Linked DNA regions of Zea mays: region 2 is linked to region 1. A link is a contact called in public Hi-C data. All regions are on one chromosome and are shown on one strand. Each heading gives the region's core, a stretch centred on a gene start, on an enhancer-like site or on the middle of the called end of the contact. The rest is flanking DNA. Distances are from core to core; before and after follow the strand shown. Region 1 holds the start of LOC100282667 (actin-related protein 2/3 complex subunit 1B). Region 2 holds the start of LOC100273744 (catalytic/ hydrolase/ phosphoglycolate phosphatase).

The links. A called contact is a pair of places that touch in the nucleus more often than the background predicts.
Region 2: a contact with region 1 is called in a Hi-C map of leaf, with 4 times the contacts expected there. The contact joins the promoter of LOC100273744 here to the promoter of LOC100282667 in region 1. A contact is called at or near these places in 4 of 25 Hi-C or Micro-C datasets (leaf, root tip and tassel).

The regions. Positions count from the first base shown.
Region 1 is chr4:176,590,483-176,594,948 of Zm-B73-REFERENCE-NAM-5.0, forward strand. It overlaps LOC100282667 (actin-related protein 2/3 complex subunit 1B), which reads left to right and starts at 1,843. Exons shown (of 15, transcript NM_001155575.1): 1 at 1,843-1,998; 2 at 3,143-3,228; 3 at 3,302-3,378; 4 at 3,481-3,575; 5 at 4,114-4,183. The coding sequence starts at 1,929.
Region 2 is chr4:176,789,294-176,793,759 of Zm-B73-REFERENCE-NAM-5.0, forward strand. LOC100273744 (catalytic/ hydrolase/ phosphoglycolate phosphatase) reads left to right here and starts at 2,660. Exons shown (of 5, transcript NM_001148153.1): 1 at 2,660-3,215; 2 at 3,331-3,373; 3 at 3,571-3,631; 4 at 3,825-3,959. The coding sequence starts at 2,825.

The DNA of each region.
Region 1 (4,466 bases), core at 593-3,092:
ATGTGCAAGGAAACATGGACTACAGCGGGAAAGATCGAGACGTGCGGGAGATGCCCAAATCCAGACTAAAAAACCAACCGACTGTTCGCCAAGGAACTCTAGACATGGAGCACACAAATCAGCCAAAGAAATCCTTGTAAATCCCAAAAACTCTCATGTTTCACGGCGCAAAACAAATCCAAACACGCAGAGAAGCGGACCAGAACATGAACCTCTTTCTACCGAACCAAAACCAGAGCAATTTGAACGAAAAATAGCACTAAATTGAGCCAAAAACAGGACCAAACTCGTCGAGCCCCACTCAGAATCATCCAAATCTGCATCCAACTCTAGAAAGCACAACCCGGGTACAGAAATCTTACCAGAAACAAGGGAGGACAACCATTCCACGATTTCACACCTAGACCGCCACGGCCTCGAAGCACCACCATCCGCCTCAGTAGCCGCCTCGGGCGACTGTGATGACGAAGGAGATCACCTCGGCGATGATTGTGAGCTCGCGTAAGAACCCCCTTGCACGTGGTACAACATGTGACGTGGGCTCCACTCTCGCCCCACCACCGGTAGCTGCTTCGCCTCGCCTACTGCCACGGTCGTTGGACACCACCACCACCTCCCACTGTGTCCACCGCCCCCCTCGCTGCCACATCGAACGGATGAAGTGCCTCACCTTCACGCGTTGGGTGTTCGACGAGATCAACTGTCTCGATGCGGCCTCCTGGAACTCCCTTATTACTGCTTACGATGAGCGAAGGCGAGATCTGGAGGAAGATGAATGGGAGGAGGATGAATCAGGAAATCAGGAAATGTGTTTGGACAGCGAGATGTGCGGTGGCGAGTAGAGGATTTGAGGCACGATGATGAACCAGGGGTTGGTGTGAGGCGGCATGCGGGGCTGCAGGAGGAGGAAGAGAGCAGACGAGCGGGGAAGGAGACGCACTCGTGCTTGGAGAAAGGGAGCGATGCACATGGAGGGAGCGAACACATGAGAGAGGGAGTAGTTTGCCGGTGCTGTGATAGGTGGCGGTGGTGGCGGCGGCGCCGAGGACGGGGTGCAGGGTGCGAGCGCCAATCTCGGACGGGGGCGAGGTGGCGGCACCGTTTTCGAATGGGGGCTGGGTGGCGGCCTCGAGGACGGAGGGCGGGGGCTCCTCAGCTTCTAATGGCCGGTTGTCGGCGGACATGATCCAGCATGCGCCGGGCGGTCATCTTGAGAGGGCGCGGTCGTGGCCGTCGCGCAACATTTGTACACCCAGGGGGTGCGGGGCAGGGCGGCCATCCCGGCTAGAAGGATTGGGGCGCGGGAGCGGGGATGGCGTAGCGGGTCGAGCGAACGGAGGCGGGGGGCATTTGGTGCACAGGGTGGGGAAGGGCGGGGACTGCGGGCGGGAATGGCGGGGACGGGGCCGGCATGCGCGCTGCTGGATCCCGAGGCGAGGGGCGGTGGGGAAGGGCGGCCCGGCGGGGGCATGGTGAAGCTGGGTGTGGACGCCTATAATAGATACATATAGATTAGTAGAGATTAGTAGAGATATAGTAGATAGGGGATTATGAAAAGAACCCAAAGGAACCCAACGGGACCTAAGCTAACCCTAACCTTGTGCCCATGCTGGGTCTGGTTGGGCCCTCTGCTCTCCCGTGGGCATTGCGCGAGGTGGGCATCCGGTGGGCCCTCGCTGCCGCCGCCATTGCTGGTGGGCCGCGCTCGTGCGTGTGCCCAGCGACAAATGAAAGCAAGCAAAGACAGCCTATCTATAACGACGGCCTGTAGTATATAGCTGTACAGTAGTATAGTGGAGGTGGAGTAGCATTTCCTTTTGCCTCTCTCCACTCTACCTCTCCTCTCCTGTGCGCTACAGCGAGGGGGAAGGGGAGCGTCGACCGATTCGTCCCGGCCTCCCGTCCCGCCGCTGGCCTCGCCTGCCCCGATGGCGGCGGTGGCGATCCACCAGTTCGCCGAGTGCATCACCTGCCACGCCTGGAGCCCGGACCAGTCGAGTAAGACAAACGCCCTTCCCCTCCTGGCCTCCTCTCTCCCCCCGTTTGTGCTCTAGATCTCGCTCCCGCGCCCGCTCGTCCGTTCCGATGCCCAGTCGCCGTGTGCCCGGCGTAGCTCGTCCGCAGGTTAGCGCGCGGGGGATCGGGTTCCTTAGGGTTTCTGTTCGGTGCTGCCCTCTCGCGTCCTCGGGGATCAAAGTCTCGCTCTGGCTGCCGCACGCCCGCACTACGGGCTCTCCCGTTGGGCATCTGGATGCGGGGCCATATCGCATCGCTAGGTGGATCAATCCTCCTGCCCTGCTTCTCACTATTGCCCTGTCCTCGCTTTTACCCTTTCTGGGTCTGCTGTGCCACCTAGGCTGCCATACCTTCCAGTGCGTCTGGGATGTTTCGTGTTAGGCTAAAGCACAATCGTATTTAAATCGCACTTCATTATGATCCAAGCCAAAAACGAAAATTCGATGGGTTCGACCTCGTGGCTAGGCGATGCCAAAGCATGGCTACCTGCGCTACCTCCTGTGCTGGTTTACACTTATGAGGTATCAATGCGTTCCATTCATGTGGACCATGGACCATCATGAGAACCAGGCCTGGTCTTGGCATCATGTTCATAATAAAGCAAAATGGACCGGTGTTCGCTCCAGGTGCCTTCTGGACACACCCTTCCATTCATTTTTGCCCTAGTATAACTCTAAACTAGGCATGGTATCTACTTCAATGCCAGATGACTCTTTGAGCAAGTTCCCTGAAATGGTTGGATCAATCAAATGGACCCCTGACTTTGCTATGTATTTCTTTATATGGTGACAATAGCCTTGTAGGAAGAGTAGACTATGTGATTCATGATTGTATTAAGTATTTCCTTTCAAATGGGTGATTAAATAATGTCTTTCCTCTATTATGAAGTTGCCTATGGTGTATAGGAGGCTGTCACAATTGTTTGTAGGAAATATGCCCCAAAATAGATGATGGTGTATGCAAAAGGCCCTATTGCAATTTAAGAACAAAGCAACTGCCAGCTTTAGAGTGATTCTGCTAAACATACATGGTGTTTCTGTTTTTCTATTGTTACTGTTATCTTGCATTTGAACCTATCAGGGAGTTTGATCTTAAATTTGTCTGGAAAACTTCTCTTCTCTTCCAGTGATTGCCTTTTGTCCAAACAACCATGAAGTACATATCTATAAATTCTTCACAGACAAGTGGGAGAAACTTCATGTTCTGTCAAAGGTAGATAAACATTATTTCTGTACCCCCTAATTAGAATGCAATTCAGTGTTTTATTTCTATTGATATTTTGCAGCATGATCAGATGGTTTCGGGGATAGACTGGAGTAAATCATCCAACAAAATCGTAACAGTTTCACATGATAGAAATTCGTAAGTATACATCAGAGTGCAATTTTCTAGAAGATCTATCTTGCTTCTTACTCTGGCAGGGGATAGATGGGTGCTTATATTTTCTTTTTCATTTGGCCTCAGATATGTTTGGACACAAGAAGGATCTGATTGGGTACCTACCCTGGTTATTCTAAAGTTAAATCGTGCAGCTTTATGTGTTCAGTGGAGCCCAAAAGGTTAGTTAGTTCCCTTCCTATTTCTGTCACATCTGTACGTTTTCTCACTGTACTGGCGAAATGAAACGATTATCCAAGCGCACACATGCTCTCTTACTTTTCATTCCATACACAGTATGAGACTCAAGTTCGATGATAGATCAGACTGTACCTGAATTCTGTAATGCTAACATATTTATGTCCTGTGATGCAAACATATGAAATACTAAGGAGTAAGGACTTGTGTTTATGTCTAGAATAGGAAGAAAACATGTCAACCTAACAACTCGGATGTACCCACATATTTCTGGAGCTAGTAATACCCAGCTGATTTCTTGGAGCTGGAGCTCTTCCAAACTGGGCGTTCGGTGCCTTAGCTATTCAGATTATCTTAGCCGACTTCACACTTTGTTGGAGCACCATGTTGGCCGTGTTGAAAGAATGCAATTACTTGTAAGCTAAACATGCGAAGATCAAACTTTTTGGGCATGTTTTTTGTTCCTTTTTTAATAAATAACTGCGATTTGTTTCCTTAAATCTCTTTATGTATTGTTTGCAGAAAACAAGTTTGCCGTGGGAAGCGGTGCCAAATCTGTGTGTATTTGTTACTATGAACAAGAAAATAACTGGTATTTAACCCCAGTTCACCACCTCTCTCTGATCAGTTGACTATCATTTTTTTGGATCACCCTAGTTATCCATTTTTTTGAAGGGCGGGCCTGGTTGCAGTGGTGAGTGCTACTCCACCGAGTCACCAGGTCTGGGGTTCGACGCAGCCTCTCCGCAGTGCGGGGGTAAGGCTTGCCTCGGTTAATCCCTTCCCCATGACCCCACACAAAGTGGGAGCCTCCGGGCACTGGGCCCGTCCTTTTTTCCCTAGCTATCCATTTTTTATGTTGCATGTCCATATTG
Region 2 (4,466 bases), core at 1,410-3,909, 200 kb after region 1:
AGACGCCCTCGCTCTATTATTTTGGTACTCGTCCTCACAATTGTGCTCTCACTCCCGTTTTGTCCTAGGTCCACCCATGTGTATCAATATCAAATGTTTGAATGCTAATTACGAGTATTAAATATAGTTTAGTTGTGATACGTGTAGGACTCATGCTCCTTTATTTATGAATAAAATGCATTCGTGGTATTTAAACTTGACATATTGTTTCGCTTGGGTTTTCGAACTCTCAAAACCATGAAAATTAGTGTTGTGATTTGGCTAGCTCTTCTAAAACTGGGTTTACTCAATCCAAATGTCAATATAGCATGCTACACTAGAGCACACTAATAAAAGTTCGGGGACCTAAGTAACACACACATATCAAAATCGAAGGCCTAAGTGACTAACACGGCACGACACGTCGACACTCATTTTTTATTTTTTAGCAAACCCAATTTTAAATGAGTCAGCCAAGCTACAACTCCTATTATTCTGTTTTTTTAGAGTTCGTTAACTCAAGTGACACAGTATGTTAAGTTCGAGAACCATCGACGTATGTTGATGTGACGACGACAGTACATTGAGCAATGACTATAAAATCTAGTTTCATTGATGAACCGATATAGATTGGAGCAAAAAAAATTGACATCGATCACATGACTATGTCATTAAGTCATCTTTGATCAGGCTAGGGCAATTCTCATTGTAAGTAATGATAAGTTACTCGTTCATAGTTCTGTTATATGCATTCAAAGGCATATTTAATCCAAACTTATTATTATTTGTTATGCATGATTTTATCCATTGTTCATGTAGTAATTATGTTTGAAATTAATTTAATCTTGAAAATGCACAATTCTATTCTATATACATCCAAACAATAGATTTGATATCGTGAGCCATTTTTAATACAAGGATGATTTAGTTTCGGTACTCAATTTAATGAATACGCATTGAATTTCTAGATCCAAACAACGGAGCGTGCTCTTCAATTTACAAGCGACCTGACGTACGTGAGTGCAGGTATGCAGCCATACCTTCACCTTCTTATGGAGGCCATTGAATTCTGATGGTCCCTGGACTGATCAGGAGGGTGAAAACGAAAACACAGTGACGAGTTAGGCCCTGCTTCGATCCTCCAAACTAATTGTTTATCAGTGGTTAACAATTAGCCGGTAAATAATTAATTGACAAATAATTAGTCAGAGTATATTTAAAGTTTTTGCTAATATATATCTAAAACATAGTAAATAGTATGTTTTATGTGTGCATATCAAAGAATTAGACATGAGAGAAAGTAAAGAAATCGATAGAGGTAGGGATCTTCTTTTTTTTCTCATCTTTTTATGATTTATTAGCATCTATTAACAAGGTCAAATGGTTAATATGGTTAATGTGTAAACAATCTATCAACCTTTTGACTAATAATTAGTCAATTTATTAGTTAGTTTGTTTGGAGTCCAAGGTGCTAACCGGTAATCTGTTTGTCAAATGAATCCAACAAGCCCATAACTAAGAAGACAAGCAGAAACAGTAGATTCAAGTACAGGGCTGTATGCCTGTATAGAGTCGGTTCAAGTACAGGAATTGTTTTTTTGTCATCCACATCATAAATAATGTCATGCTCTAAGTGAACCAAAAAGAAAAAAAGAAAACCAATTTGAGAAATATTCTCTACCGCAATAGTCTATTCTGTTTATATCATCTTTATATATTTTAAAGTAACGTAATGCTTTATCTTTTGTTTTTAGCATGTTATACATGTAGCAGAATCTAGTACACATACTAATGGGCATCATTATTTTGGTCGGCATAGTTAAATAAAACCAGATTAAGTGAAAACCGGACGCTGATGTGAAGTGCTGCTATATATTAAGGGCTTGACACGACAGAGCTTGTTAGTTCGTGCACCGTCCTGCCAATGCAAAGAGCCATGGTACCACTGGTACATGTGTGCTACTAGTACTAGCTACTCCATCATCCGTAGACACACAAAAAGAGATACGTACAATTCTTACTTTTCTTTCCAAGAGATCGAATAATTGAATGTTTTCTTAAATTTAAATAAAAGGTTCAAAGCGAATATAACTGGATTGGTTGTAGAATATGCATTTTATTTGAAGATATAAACACTAATACTATTTACTATAATCTGATCAGACGTACGAGATAGATTGACTGTCACTGTACCTGTACGACATCATTCCTTTGTGTGGAGTTGAGGCGGTAGAATAGGAGCTAGCGAAGAATTGAATAGCCTCCAAAGGAGGTGGAGTGGGGTCAAAAAGATGATTGTCGGGTCTGCACTGCAACTGCAAGAAATGACAGGGCACAGAGCAGAAATCAATCTATACTGCTGCTGCATGGCTTGGCTTTGATCGCAACTGTGAATCGCTGGACCTACAACATCTGCACATGCAGTGATGCCTGAGTTATAATTTAAACATAATATAAGAAGCTGATTATAATTATACTCCTACACATGATAACAAAGGTTGTGCAAGGTTAAGCAGATAGCAGGCTCGCTATCCTCGTTCGACAAGGCATCAGTGCATGTGCATCACAGTGTCGGGCAATGCTAGACTTGTTTACTGGCAAGGCAAGAGAAAGGTAGCCTCTGACTGAACCCAAAATGCAGTGGAGGCGGTAACCTGGAGACAGCGAAAGGCCGCCAGCCACCACCCAGGCAGGCGGCAGGCCAACGCCACCCGAAGGCCGCAGCAGGCACCACACAACACGGACACAAGTCAGGCGCAGCCCATAACCCCCCACCCCAGCCGAAGCCATCCGATACGGGAGGGCCCATCCAGCGGCCCAGGTCACGCTCTCACGCCACGCACGCATGCTCCCCCGCCTGCTCAACGGGCCCCACCGCCTGCTCCTTGGCGGGCCCCACGCCTCGGGCGCCGCGCCCCTCCACCGCCGCCGCGTCCTCGCCGGCCGCCGGGCCATGTCCGCCTCCGCCTCGCCCGCGTCCGGGCCGAGGCGTCCGCTGCGCGGGGTGGTCTTCGACATGGACGGCACCCTCACGGTGCCAGTCATCGATTTCCCGGCCATGTACCGCGAGGTGCTCGGCGGGGACGCCGCCTACGCCGCGGCGCGCGGCTCGGGGGGAGGCTCCGTCGACATCCTCCACTGCATCGAGGACTGGGCGCCCGACAAGCAGCGCCACGCGTACGAGGTCATCGCGCGCTTCGAGCGGGAGGGCCTCGACCGCCTCCAGATCATGCCCGGTCGGTCAGCCGGCAACCACCACTCCACCCTGCTTGCCTTGCTGCTTGCTGCTTGCTGCGAGTACCCGCGATTTTGTGGTGTGTGACTGCTTGCGATTTTGTCCTGGGTACGCAGGGGCCTCGGAGCTGTGTGGCTTCCTGGACGCGAAGCAGATCAGGTCAGTGCTTGCTGCCTCCACATCATGGAAGATGGAACTACTGTCAAGCTTGTGTGGGTGTCATTTTAAAATTGAGTTCAGTTTATCTTGCCCAATATTCATGAATAACTGCAATCGTTGTTCTTTTGGTCTGTCAGTCATTTGTTGTGTTAGGGATGTATATTCAGCATTGATTTCTGGCCTCAAATTTTTTGCAGAAGAGGTTTGATCACCCGTAATGTGAAGGACACAGTTGATTTGTTCCACCAAAGATTTGGTGTAAGTTGTTTCATCACCCTCTTTCTGATCATTAATTCGTCATGCCCGTTTGGTTGTTTCTTGATCCCCATACCTGCGTAGTCTGTATTAGCATAATGTAGTAATATTTTCTAGATGTACATTCTTTTAATTATAATGCCACTGCATTTAGTGTGTTTATTCTTCTCTACATTTGTGTTTGGGATTTCTGCAGATGACGTTCACTCCTGCACTGAGCAGAGAATTTCGCCCCTATAAACCAAATCCTGCTCCACTGCTTCACATATGCTCCGCTTGGAACATTCCACCACACGAAGTGATCATGGTTGGCGACAGTCTCAAGGATGATGTGAGCATTCTTCATCTGATTCCGAGCTGTAGCATATAATGGGTTGCTATATACTCCATTCATTTTTAGTAAGTGTACTAGGATTTGATAAAAAGCTTTAGGGGTGTACTTCGACCACCAGTTTCTTTTTCCAATGTATTATCAATTGTTGCAAAATCAATGCCATATTTACAAATATTTGAATTATGAATCTGTTCATATAACTTTTAGACATCCAAAATGCGTATTATTGACAAATTGTTGGTCAAAATTCGCAAAGTTAAACTTTCCTAATATGCCTACTGAAAACAGAGGGAGTTTTTGTTGAATAATTAGACAAATTCCAGTTTAAATTCCGAATATAAATCATGACCAAATCAGAAGAACTGAAATAACAAGCCAAATCAGAAGATGCGTACTGATTAGACATACTGATAGATGGCACGTGCCGGAATCAGCAGGGTCGACGATGTCGAAGTAGCGAAATCAGCAGAGTCGACGAGGTCAGCAGATCACGAGCAGTCGCGT